Regions from separate parts of the Zea mays genome. Here regions 1 and 2 are each linked to region 3. A link is a contact called in public Hi-C data. All regions are on one chromosome and are shown on one strand. Each heading gives the region's core, a stretch centred on a gene start, on an enhancer-like site or on the middle of the called end of the contact. The rest is flanking DNA. Distances are from core to core; before and after follow the strand shown. Region 1 holds the start of LOC100276871. Region 2 holds the start of LOC100280056 (VIN3-like protein 1). Region 3 holds the start of LOC100191894 (shikimate dehydrogenase 1).

What was found. Hi-C and Micro-C count contacts between places; a contact is called where the count stands out from the background.
Region 1: a Hi-C map of bundle sheath shows a contact between it and region 3, with 4 times the contacts expected there. The contact joins the promoter of LOC100276871 here to the promoter of LOC100191894 in region 3. A contact is called at or near these places in 4 of 25 Hi-C or Micro-C datasets (bundle sheath, ear, endosperm and 1 more).
Region 2: a contact with region 3 is called in a Hi-C map of endosperm, with 3 times the contacts expected there. The contact joins the promoter of LOC100280056 here to the promoter of LOC100191894 in region 3. A contact is called at or near these places in 3 of 25 Hi-C or Micro-C datasets (ear, endosperm and leaf).

What each region holds. Positions count from the first base shown.
Region 1 is chr10:25,915,812-25,919,484 of Zm-B73-REFERENCE-NAM-5.0, forward strand. It overlaps LOC100276871, which reads right to left and starts at 2,234. Exons shown (of 2, transcript XM_020544992.2): 1 at 1,671-2,234; 2 at 895-1,571. The coding sequence starts at 1,979. The coding sequence ends at 1,191. It overlaps LOC100277005, which reads left to right. Exons shown (of 13, transcript NM_001150680.2): 12 at 1-3; 13 at 118-280. It also overlaps the pseudogene LOC103642351.
Region 2 is chr10:26,694,038-26,697,933 of Zm-B73-REFERENCE-NAM-5.0, forward strand. It overlaps LOC100280056 (VIN3-like protein 1), which reads left to right and starts at 2,324. Exons shown (of 4, transcript NM_001152996.1): 1 at 2,324-2,542. The coding sequence starts at 2,506.
Region 3 is chr10:26,252,678-26,256,268 of Zm-B73-REFERENCE-NAM-5.0, forward strand. LOC100191894 (shikimate dehydrogenase 1) reads left to right here and starts at 1,767. Exons shown (of 10, transcript NM_001137318.1): 1 at 1,767-2,059; 2 at 2,309-2,414; 3 at 3,161-3,379. The coding sequence starts at 1,809.

The DNA of each region.
Region 1 (3,673 bases), core at 984-3,483, 340 kb before region 3:
TTGGTAAGTCAGGATATCTAAAATTCGTGGCATATGTTTTTTTGTTTTTTGACCGGCAATTCACGGCATATGTTATACTGTCGCATAATTAACATGGTTTCGTCTGTTTCCGCCTAGGTTCGCCGGCCATTGGTACTAGAAGCTAACAGCACTAGTTGTAGCACTGACGATGAACTTACCTGTAAATATGGCCACAGAGGCCTTGGCTTCTTCCTGCCGAAGGTCGTGGACCTGATGAACATTTTGAATGTAGCCTTCATCTTTTGGGCATTGAGTTCTAGTTGATTGATGTTTTGTGTTTGATTCTTGCCCTAAGTTTAGCTTTCTAGCCGGCGATTGAACCGTTTTACGGGCTACCGCTGCCAGCTGCCGGTGGATGAGCCCTTCCGTATTCACCTTGCCGGAAAGCTGTCGCTGTTGCTGGGCGTATCGAGGGATGTAGTTGTCGGTTGAGGGCGATTGCGCGGCGGAGTGGTTCACTTTCAATTTATAATTCGTTTAACTTTTTTATATTAAATTTGACTGACCGATCTTACTTAAAAAAATTCATAATTAGTATTACTGTGATATTGTTTAGTATATAATATACTTTAAATATGGTTTTGAAGTTTCATTATTTTCAAAACAAATTGGACAAGTCAAATTTGGCAAAAAAGACAAACGAGTTATAAATTGAGACGGGGGAATTTTGTTGGGGAATGTTTTGCTATCCTTTCACCCTTTGGTGAGCAACTAGCAGCAGCATTGCCCCATCTCATTGTCAGCTACAGTTAGAGAACGAGTTCTATCAAATTTGCTCATTTTTTTAAGAAATGGTATTCGTTAGATCAGTCATACTCTATCATCATCAAGATAGCTTGTAGCAGACGGACCTGTTCTTCTAACCATGAGATCGGAGTTCAAAATCCTTGCTAATATCAACCTGACACATTGCATTTCGTTAAATGCAAATAAAAGATGCCAAAAGATACGGAAACAAGAACATCTCTATCGTTGGATAACGCTGGCGCCGCAGATTGAAGCTACAGAATCGGAAATGTCTGCTTTTGCCGGTGTTATTACAGCACTAGCCATTTCACCTATCTAGCTGATTTCGTACCAAAAAAAAAGTTGGAGGCCATGGCCGTCGGATGAGAGGTAGCAAAAGGTGCAATCGCCGCGAGCAGCAGAAGCCATTGATTACCCATGGATCAGCAGATGCCGGTGATGTCGGCCCTGATCATCTGCAGGACCTCGGGCGGCGCGGCGGCAGCGGTGACCGTGACCACGGCGGCGCCGCCGTGGCCGTGAGGCCCCACCGTGGCCACGAGGACCTCCACCCCGCGGCGGTGGAACGCCTCCAGCACGCGCGTCAGCGAGCCGGGGCTCCGCGCCGGCAGCCGCGCGCAGAAGCACACCGCGCCGACGGCCACGGACACCTCGGGCCGCCGGGCAGCAGCGGCGCCGGCGCCGGCGCCGGCCCCGTGGAGGGGGCTGCGCACCGAGTGGTACGTCTCCAGCACGGCCACCGTGTCCTCCAGGACCTTCACGCGCGCCGCCGCGGCGTCCACGATCTCCTCCTTGCTCGCCGGCTGCGCGCGCCGTCGACGGTTTTGGCAGGAAACGACGTCAAACAAAACACACAAATGGTGAATAGGCAAGAAGCAGGGCCGTCGGGGGCAGGGACTCACCCGGTCGATGGGGAGGTTGGGGAGCATCGCGCCCAGCTCAGCATAGAGCGAGGACAGGGTGCGCCGGTTCGGCCGCGCCCTCGGCCGCCGCTCGCCAGCCGACGGCCCCGCGGTGGCCAGGGACAGGTCGAGCGGAAGCCGTCCTCCTCCTTCTCCAGCCATGGCGGAACGACGGGTGGGTTTCTGCTTCTGCACGACACGAGAGGGAAGGGGACGCGTGGGTTCGTTTGATCTTTGTCTTGGCAGGGAAGAGAGAAGAGAAGACAAGACAAGAAGCGGGTCGTGGTGGTGGCGTGACATGGCGGCCATGTTGGTGTCAGGTGTGCAGTGGGCACGTGACCAAAGTGCCGCAGCAGCTGCTTTGGGTTGGTGGTGGTTAGCCAGGAATGGAAGCTGCAGCTGGGCTGTTGGGGGGCAGCTGCAGAGGTGGGAGACCGGAGGAGTCGCTTGCTTTGGGAAACTGGTCAAGCTCGCCGCTCTGTTAGGTCCTCACAACGGGACAAAACAAACTATGAGAAAGGCTGCGTGCAGCTTGCCTGCTTCCGCCCCCCGCGGTTGTACTCAAAGTCTCAAATGAAATACCTTTTTTTTTTTCTTCCGCTTATCTTATTATTATTACTAGTCAGTTGTCCGTGCGTTGTGACGATATACGAACACCGCTGATAAAAGTATTAGTAGTAATTAATTTTAGATCACTTTATGAGATGTGCTCTCTCGACAGGAAGAAAAGGAGAAAAGACCCATTCATTTTTTATTCATCAATTAGAACAAAGTAGAAGAAGCAACTAAACACCATACATGTTCATATATAAAACACATATATTGTCTAATATCTACACATGTGGTCAACAAGATGTTATTAATCAATTACGAGATTTCCTATGGATACGCGATGTGTCAATACTAATACACCATTTTTCCTAAACACAATGATATAGGGATATGCTATTTTATAAACATTAGTAAAGATTTGTAAATAGTTTATATTGGCTAATTATTGATAATAGTTGTCTTTGGATATTCTGCACCGTGCCCCTGACATAGTAGTCGACGACCTGCTGCAGGGGTAGGCCCTTGTACTCCATGACAGTGGTCATGTCCCACTTGAGCGTGCCTGACGCGGCACACGTGCCGCATGTGTATGTGTTGAACCTGATCAGCGGTGAATCCCGAATGCGCCCGAGCATCTTGCTCATCAACCGTCTGTGGACATGGCCGCCGCACACCCCAATGTCTCTGATGCGTACACACTGATGGGCAACCCATTCATCACCATGCCCGCCTTGTGTACGTTGTCGCTGTCCATGCTGTTCGTGCTACAATTGTCTATTCGCGCTGCATTTGTCCATCCCCATTGGTGGGATGAGGTAGTCGAACTGTGCGAGCGCGAAAAGTAGGAAAAAAGAACAACCATGGTTGATGAGCAAGATGAGGAGTAAGAAAATGATGTGTTCCTCGGCCAAACATCCTATTGATGCATTGAAGGGGAACATGTTATATAAATAATAAATGTAGAAAAGGGAAGAAAAAAAAAGGAAAATCACAACTTGCTTCCATATTCTTTTACTTTTTTACCCTCTTTTTATTCCTAAATTCTGGGTTACCTTCATGCACATGGGCAGTTGGGCTTCCACCGACCACCGTATTGGGATTTTTTTTCTCCCAGAGAAGTTCTCTCTCTGTTCCCGACGCGATCAGCTCAGCTCTTCTTCCACTCCTCGGCGACGCGGTCGGTGCCCGCAAGGTAGGCCTTCTTCCTCCTCTCGGCGCGTGTGCATGCGCACACGATTGCGAAGCAGGCCGCGTACACGGCGTACACGCGCCAGTTGGCGCGGGGTGCGGCCCCTGCCGCGGCGCGGTGGAAGATGGCGACATAGCAGTGCACGCCGGCGGCGAGGCTGACCACCATCTGCGCGAGCCCGAGGGCCTTGGCGGCGTCCCGTTGTCGTCGTCCTCAGGGGAGGTGGTGCCCGAGAAGACGACGACGAGGTCCACCATCTGGA
Region 2 (3,896 bases), core at 1,074-3,573, 440 kb after region 3:
CTCCCTTCGAGGCTCGATGGCTACTGTCGGGTACCGTAATTAGGGGTACCCCCAACACTCCTAAACACGACTGGAAAACGTCTTCAGAACAAACCGTAAAGGCTGATAAGCACGGTTCAAGTCAAGGCCTCGTCTGCCAAGGGACGCGATCTCACCTCGCCCGAGCCCAGCCTCGGGCGGGAACAGTAGTCCCGAGCGGATTCACGCCTCGCCCGAGGGCCTCCACAGGCAGTGGGCGCACCCTCGGCTCGCCCGAAGCCAAGCTCGGGCAAACTTTGTCGTGCAGCGACCTCGGCCAAATCGTCTTACCAACTGACCGTATCGCATGCGCATTTAATGCGGGGATCGCCTGACACCTTATCCTGACACGCGTGCCTCAGTCGGCAAGGTCGAAGTGACCACAGTCACTTCGCCCTTTTACTGACCATTCTGACAGGAAAACAACACTGTTCGCCCTGCTCCGGCTACTGTGTCAACCACCAGGGTAAGACTAACAACAGTAAGTCACGGCCTCTCCCGAGTTCGGCCTCGGACACAACAGGGAGCTCCGCCTCACCCGACCCCAGGCCTCGGTCTCAGCCTCGGCCTCGGGGGAAGTTCTCCGCCTCGCCCGACCTCGGCCTCGGGAGGAGTCGCCGCCTCACCCGACCTCGGCCTCGGACCGACTACGCTACAGGGGATACATCATTACCCTACCTCTAGCTAGCCACCTCAGGCTACGAAGGAACAAGACTGGAGTCACATCTAGATTACTCCGGTAACAGGTAATGATGGTTCCCCGCGTGCGTCCATGACGTCAATAGTCCCCAAGCTCTCTACGGAAGCAAGGAAACGTCAGCAGGATCCATGCCGCACCGCCATCTACGCTTCTACAGGGCTCAAGCGCTTCTCCGTCGGTCACGTTAGCACATAGCTACACCCCATTGTACAACTAGACCATCTTCTTATATCTATAAAAGGGGATGTCCAGGGCCTTCCAAAAGGAGAAGGGGGAGCGGATGCAGAAAAAGTGGGAGAGACGCGGAGGAGGCTAACTCAGTCGACTCAAGGCCGAACTCCCTCTCTCTCTCTCTCTCTCTCGCCCTCGCTCAGCTTGTAACCCCTACTGCAAGCACCCCCGGTGCAAGATAACATAAGCCTCATCCCCCTCTTGTGTTCCATCTTGCATCAACCCATCTGGACAGGGGCACGCGACACAAAATTCACTAGTCGGTCCGGTTGAGAGTCCCCCGGGTCCGAAACACCGACAAATATTGTCCGTTGAATTTAAGTAAAAGAGAGAGAGTGTTATCTAACTATTTGAATCATTAGTTTTGATGATGTGTTAAGTCTGGATGTAATTTGATTGGTGGATTTAGTGAAGGTTACAAGTGTGGGAGTGATTTGATTGAGTGAATTTTGTAAATTTTAAACCGGTGAATTATATAGTATATAATAATATGTATATAAGTATAAATAGATATAGATATACAGTGGCGGATGCAGGACCAAAATTTATAGGGGCCAAAAAACCACATGACAAAATTAAGTAATACTATAAAAAACTATTTTTTGCATTGAATTCAAGTTTTATATCCATATATGATAAAAGTTTAAAGAAGATAACTATGAAACATATCGTTATTTTTTTGCTGATCGAACCAATGTCGTGTGTACCTTATCGAATGTCTATCTCTCGAAAAAGTGGGGCACTAAGAAAGGGACAAGGTCACACGATGTCTTCAGTTGAGAGACAGAGCTCGCTGATTCATCCAAGCTCATCGACTACCGGGAACGGGTTGCATCATCACTGCGAGCGAGATCGGGGCTACTCGATGGGCCAGCGTCGCGACGACAACGAGCAAGGGCAGGGACACTGAGAAGGGGGGCATATGAAAGGACTAGATTGAGCAATGTCGGGATGGATAGGGATGAATAGATAGATGCGAGAACTAGGTTGAGGAGAAGGACGCTGTCAGAAGGACTAGACTGATCTGACGAGACCCCTATCAAAACATAATTTTTTCTATATTTAACCATAAGTGTACATTAAGTATAAGAGGTTATATAAAATTGAGAGGTCATGATCTACTTTACTCCTATGGATCCGCCTCTGTAGATATAGAATATATTGGAATTTTTTAGAAATATAAAGAAGGAACGATCAAAATCGACTAACATTTCTCGAGCAAATTCAACCTCTTGCAAGTTGCACCACAAATCTGTCAGATTACCTCTCGTCCGCGTCAAAAAAAGGGAGGAAAAAGGGCAAAAGAATCTGACCGAAACCAAAGTTGCTAATAACTTGGGACGTCGTTTCCCGGCGTGCACAGCACCGCTCGATCGAGCAAACACAAACCCTTGGTGGAGTCCTCTCCGCCGCCGCGCGCTAACAACCTACGTACGCTATCGCCGCCCGCTCGCCTCGACGGGATTGGTCCGGCCGTTGGCCCGTCCCCCCCACCACGCTCGCTCCATTGGCAGGCGAGACCGTCCATCCTCCGACCCCACCCGTCGGCCGCCGGGATGGCGGCTTCGGGCGGGGATGCGCCGGAACTCGCCGGTAAGCCCCTCACGCCAGGCCCACCGCCCGCCCGCCCACCGGGTCGCGGGGTGCCCTGCGCTTTATGCCCTGTGTGCGATCGACCGCAACCCCGAATTTGTTCGGGGTTGGATTTGTTTGCTTGCCTGCTGCTGCTGGGCATGGTCCTTAGTCATCCATGGCTCAGTTCGCTTAGCTGTCATAGTACGTTGTCGCTTAGCTGTACTGCTACCTTGCCATGCTTGTATGCATTTAGTCACTAGATAATTACTCTGGTTATTGATTTCTTGCTCTTAATTGAATTCACTCGATTTTATCTTGCACGCCCCCTGTAACGCCCCTGCCAGTGAGGTTGGCCAATTTGGTGTCAACTTTTACATGAAGGATCCATAGTGACTAAAAAGCGGCATCTATTCATTTTTTTGTATGTTTTTTCACACTATACTAATAATCTGTTCGGGTTCCACCTTTTCCAATCCTATGGTTTATTTGCTGCTGTTACGATGTTACTGGCTCAGTTCGTGCTATCTGCTATTTAACTGTGAAAAGACTAAACTTTCCACCTGAAATGATCAATGCATTGTAGCCTGCCTTTTTTTGCTTTTAAATGGAATTAGGGCAGTTTCTCAACTTCCAATTGAGACAGATGTGCTTTGAATGTGTACAAGCGAAAGCTTCCATGTCTACATGCTTTATAGGAGTACAACTTTACATGTAGTTCTAGGTAACCAACAAAAAGAGGATTTTTTACATAAAGGGTTCATATTCAAATGGTTATCTGCGCTAAAGTTTCCTATCGGATGGCTCATGATTTGGCAGCAACACTTGCATCAATATCCACGATTCAATGTTTCTAGTTTAGTGTGCGGCAGCAAAAAATCATTTTTTTGGTGAAGTTTTGAGACGAAAGAACTCTCCACTAGATGTTTTATCATTTATGCATTAAAAAATAATAGATATGACAAAATCGAGGTTCTATTTTTTTACTAAATAAGTAAATATTTTTGGAATCTAGGTTTCCCAAATAAATTATCTTGCTTCTTGGGTATCCTGGTATTTGGTTTGGTTTTAAACCGTTGGATTTTGGTGTAAACTAAAAATTTATGAAGTCCTAAATTATGGGAGTAAAGTCCAACTTCAATAAATTGGGTTTACAAAATCTGTACAGCCCAATTGATTGTGTACGCTGGCTGTAATAACAAATCATAGAGCCAAAGCAAATTGTCTTGCCGTAGTTGTCAAATCATGGTATTGGAAAGTTAGGTGTCATCAGATCAAAACAAGACCTTGTGATAGGTCTTGGCACAAATGAGTAGGCACCAGCTTATTAAACGACGGAGATTTGCTTGACTCTCCTTATTTTCTCAACCAAAGG
Region 3 (3,591 bases), core at 517-3,016:
TCATCAGTCATCTCACGACCACCCTTCATCCACACATCGAAGTAGAATTTACCGCCCAATGTAGAGGCCTCAGTCGAAGGGTCTCTAGTGTCATCAACTGAGAGAATGGATTCTACCTGGGCTACGACCTTAACATGTTCACACCGGCTTTTTCTAAAATTGCCGCGGCCCCTCGGGCACCGGCAAAAGCACAAAAATCCCCACAATCGCTAAGTATCTCATCAAAAGCTTCAGCCTCTTCGCCTATCCACTGGACAACACCTTCGGGATCACCACGAATAAATTTCTGCTCCGAAGAATAAGCTCCCACGTTTGCAAAGCTATCTTTCAGTTTCTTCGTGCATTTCATGGATACTTCGTAGCATTTTTCCTTGGAATCCCGAAGTTCTTCAATGTTCTTCTGCACTCTGACTCTTTCCATTTCACTTATTTCTTGCTTAGCCTTCGCAAGTTCAAAATTTTCATTCATTTCGGCAAGCTTTTTTTTAAAATCTTCAACCTCGGCTTTGTAAGCTTTGGCTTGTGCGTTAAGCTTGGCTTCGCTGGTTTTCAGCCTATCCACTAAGGAGAGCAGTATTTTGTCTTTTTCAAAAGCAGAATATTCCTGGAGCAGCTTTTTTCCTTTGGCGAGCAAATCACGGAGAGAAACGAAATCGAGGCTATTTTCCTTGCTGAGCAAACCACCAGGAGATGTTGGCCCTATTAGGTTTAGTTTTTTTCTGATCAGCTTTTTTGACAATCTAGCTATGAGGAGAATGTAGCTATGGGAAGAATCTAAGTATTGTGAGGATTACGTGCGAAAAAAGATAAAGATGTTCATAAGGCTCAGGGTCTTGAAAGTGCAACGATTTGATAAATTCTCTGTTCACGTTAACTTTAAATGATTTTTATCGAATCGATTCTTATAAAACAGTGCTGAAAATCTGAGTATTTGACTGTCCGTAGTAGATTCTAGTTGACACAAGTTAAAAAAAAGCTGAAACAAAAGAGCCGTTGTGTCTTCGCATGGGCTCATGGCCCCGTTCTTTTTCGTCCTTTGGTGATTTGGTGGCACCGACAGAGCAGACCTCCATATGTATTCCTTCTGCGATTAGCTCATTTAGAATACAAATTTCTTGGTCGAGCAAACCAGCACTCTGCCCAATTCTTGGTCCTTTTCTATGCCCCTTCTGCGATTAACTCTGATGGTTGTATAGATGCGTCATGTTTATACATCTCATAATCTTTATTTATAATTGTCATTTTAAGATATAATAAATGGTTGTATGAATGTATGATGTTAGAAAATTATCTAGTTGCACTCATCAACTAAACACATAGAGTCGTCACATTCTATTTCAATATAGAACCAAACATAGAATTAAACCACTCCATTTTACTCTACTCTAAAATCAAACAAAAATAGAATGACTTTATTCTAACTGACAAACACAGAACAAAAATGTTGTCAAAGATTTTGCATTTTAGCCGTATAAACAAAATGTTGTCAAAGATTTTGCAAGTTGCTGCGCTGCTAAAGAACAGACATTTTTTTTTTACTTCTGGGTAATTCCTCCGAGAAATTGACGAACCACTTCGGTTTCATCGCAGAATTTAGGATCTTTTTGACCATTTCATCGCGCATTTCGACGCCGTGCCCATGTGTTCCGTGCACCTACAACCCAAACCAGTCAAGACGGGCCACGTCGTATTCCGCCGCCCAGCAGTGCGAACGATAGTCCACCTCCACCAGTACTACCACCAACCAAAACCTCCACTCTTCCTCCCACCAAGGCACCAACCCGACGCAAAGCCGCCGGCTTTCCCCGATGGCGACGGCGATGTCAGTTTCGGCGGTGTCCCCGCCCGCCGCGGCGGTCACGCGGCCGCGGACGATGGTCTGCGTGCCGGCGACGGCGCGGGCGCCGCGGGAGATGGCGGCGGAGCTGGCCGCCGCCGCCGCGCTCGGCGCTGACGTGGCGGAGCTTCGCCTCGACTGCCTCGCCGGGTTCGCGCCGCGCAGGGACCTGCCCGTCATCCTCGCCAAGCCCCGCCCGCTCCCCGCCCTCGTCACCTACAGGTGAGTTCGTTTCGTCAGCGCCTGGTTTCCCTGCCACAGGGTTGGTGGGCGTGCGGGGGATTAGGTTCTTCCTTCTCGGAGACACCTTTTTGGCGCATTCCGGTTCCAGATTCGATAGGCAATTCCAGAGGTTTAGTTTAGATGTTTAGCATAATTCAGTGGAGCAAAATGGGGGCTAGTTTTGGTATCAACATTTAAACTGTTAGTGTTACTAAGCTAAGTGACTGTTGCTTGATTTTTGTTGCACAGGCCCAAGTGGGAAGGAGGCGAATACGAAGGCGATGACGAATCACGGTTTGAGGCTCTGCTATTGGCAATGGAGCTGGGAGCTGAATATGTGGATGTCGAGCTTAAGGTTGGGTCCTTCCCTATTTTTCACTTCATCAAGTCAATATTTTATTGCACTGCTGTTCTTTGTGGCTTATTGTCTAAGCCTCTAAGGATAAACCCAAGGCTATAGGCTCTCACTTGAGTAGGGTCGAAGGAAAAGATAAACCGAGACAAGACCTTCTTCGTGGCTCAGTGTCGATGAATATAATCTTGTAATCTGGATGTAGTGCAATACTAGTTCATTAAGTATGTGAGAATTTGATATTCTTGCAACTTTCAACAGTAAGGGCGTCTCCAATGATCTAGCTCAGGGAATCAATTTTTTAATCACTGAATAGTGCATAGTGCAGAAAAGCAAGAGACTAGCACGGACTCAAGACATAATCTTGCACATTTCACGATGTATCCATTTCTCACAGCGTGATTTTGAAGGTTGCTTGCTGTGGTCTCTTTGCCCTCCATATTTATCAGCTTAGAAATTAGATCTAGTGCTAGCTCATACTGTTGGAGACACCCTAAGTGACACTGCCACTGATTTGGATCCTTGTCAGAGCCGATCAATTGTGAAGCTTGATTAGTTATCATGTATCATTTACAATAATATTCTTCTCATAACCATGATAACTACTTGAAAAAAAGTAATGATATAAAATATGTACTACAATATTAGTAAAAGAAGCTCGCTATTTATGTACTGGTAGTGTCAATTAGCCCTGTCCTTTAAATTAGTGAGGGTGAGTCTGGAGTTGATCACTGAATTGTATTGTGCAGGTGGCTGACAAATTTATGAAACTTATTTCTGGGAGGAAACCTGATAACTGTAAACTTATAGTTTCATCCCACAACTATGAGACCACTCCATCGTCCGAGGAACTTGCAAATTTGGTGGCTCAGATTCAAGCAACGGGGGCTGATATCGTGAAAATAGCTACAACCGCTACTGAAATTGTTGATGTGGCAAAAATGTTTCAAATACTTGTTCACTGCCAGGTGATTTAGCACGTTACTATTCTTTATCGCTCCATCACATGTGATTTGTTGCCGATAATTTGGTGTCATATTATATTGTTTGTTGTCGACAAATACATACTATTCATAACCTCCTAGAATTCTGCTACTTTGAGAAAAAAGGTTGTTAAGTAACATTTTTATCAAGTGAGTTGTACTATAAAAAACTCGTCCGGGGAGAGAAAGACCGCTCT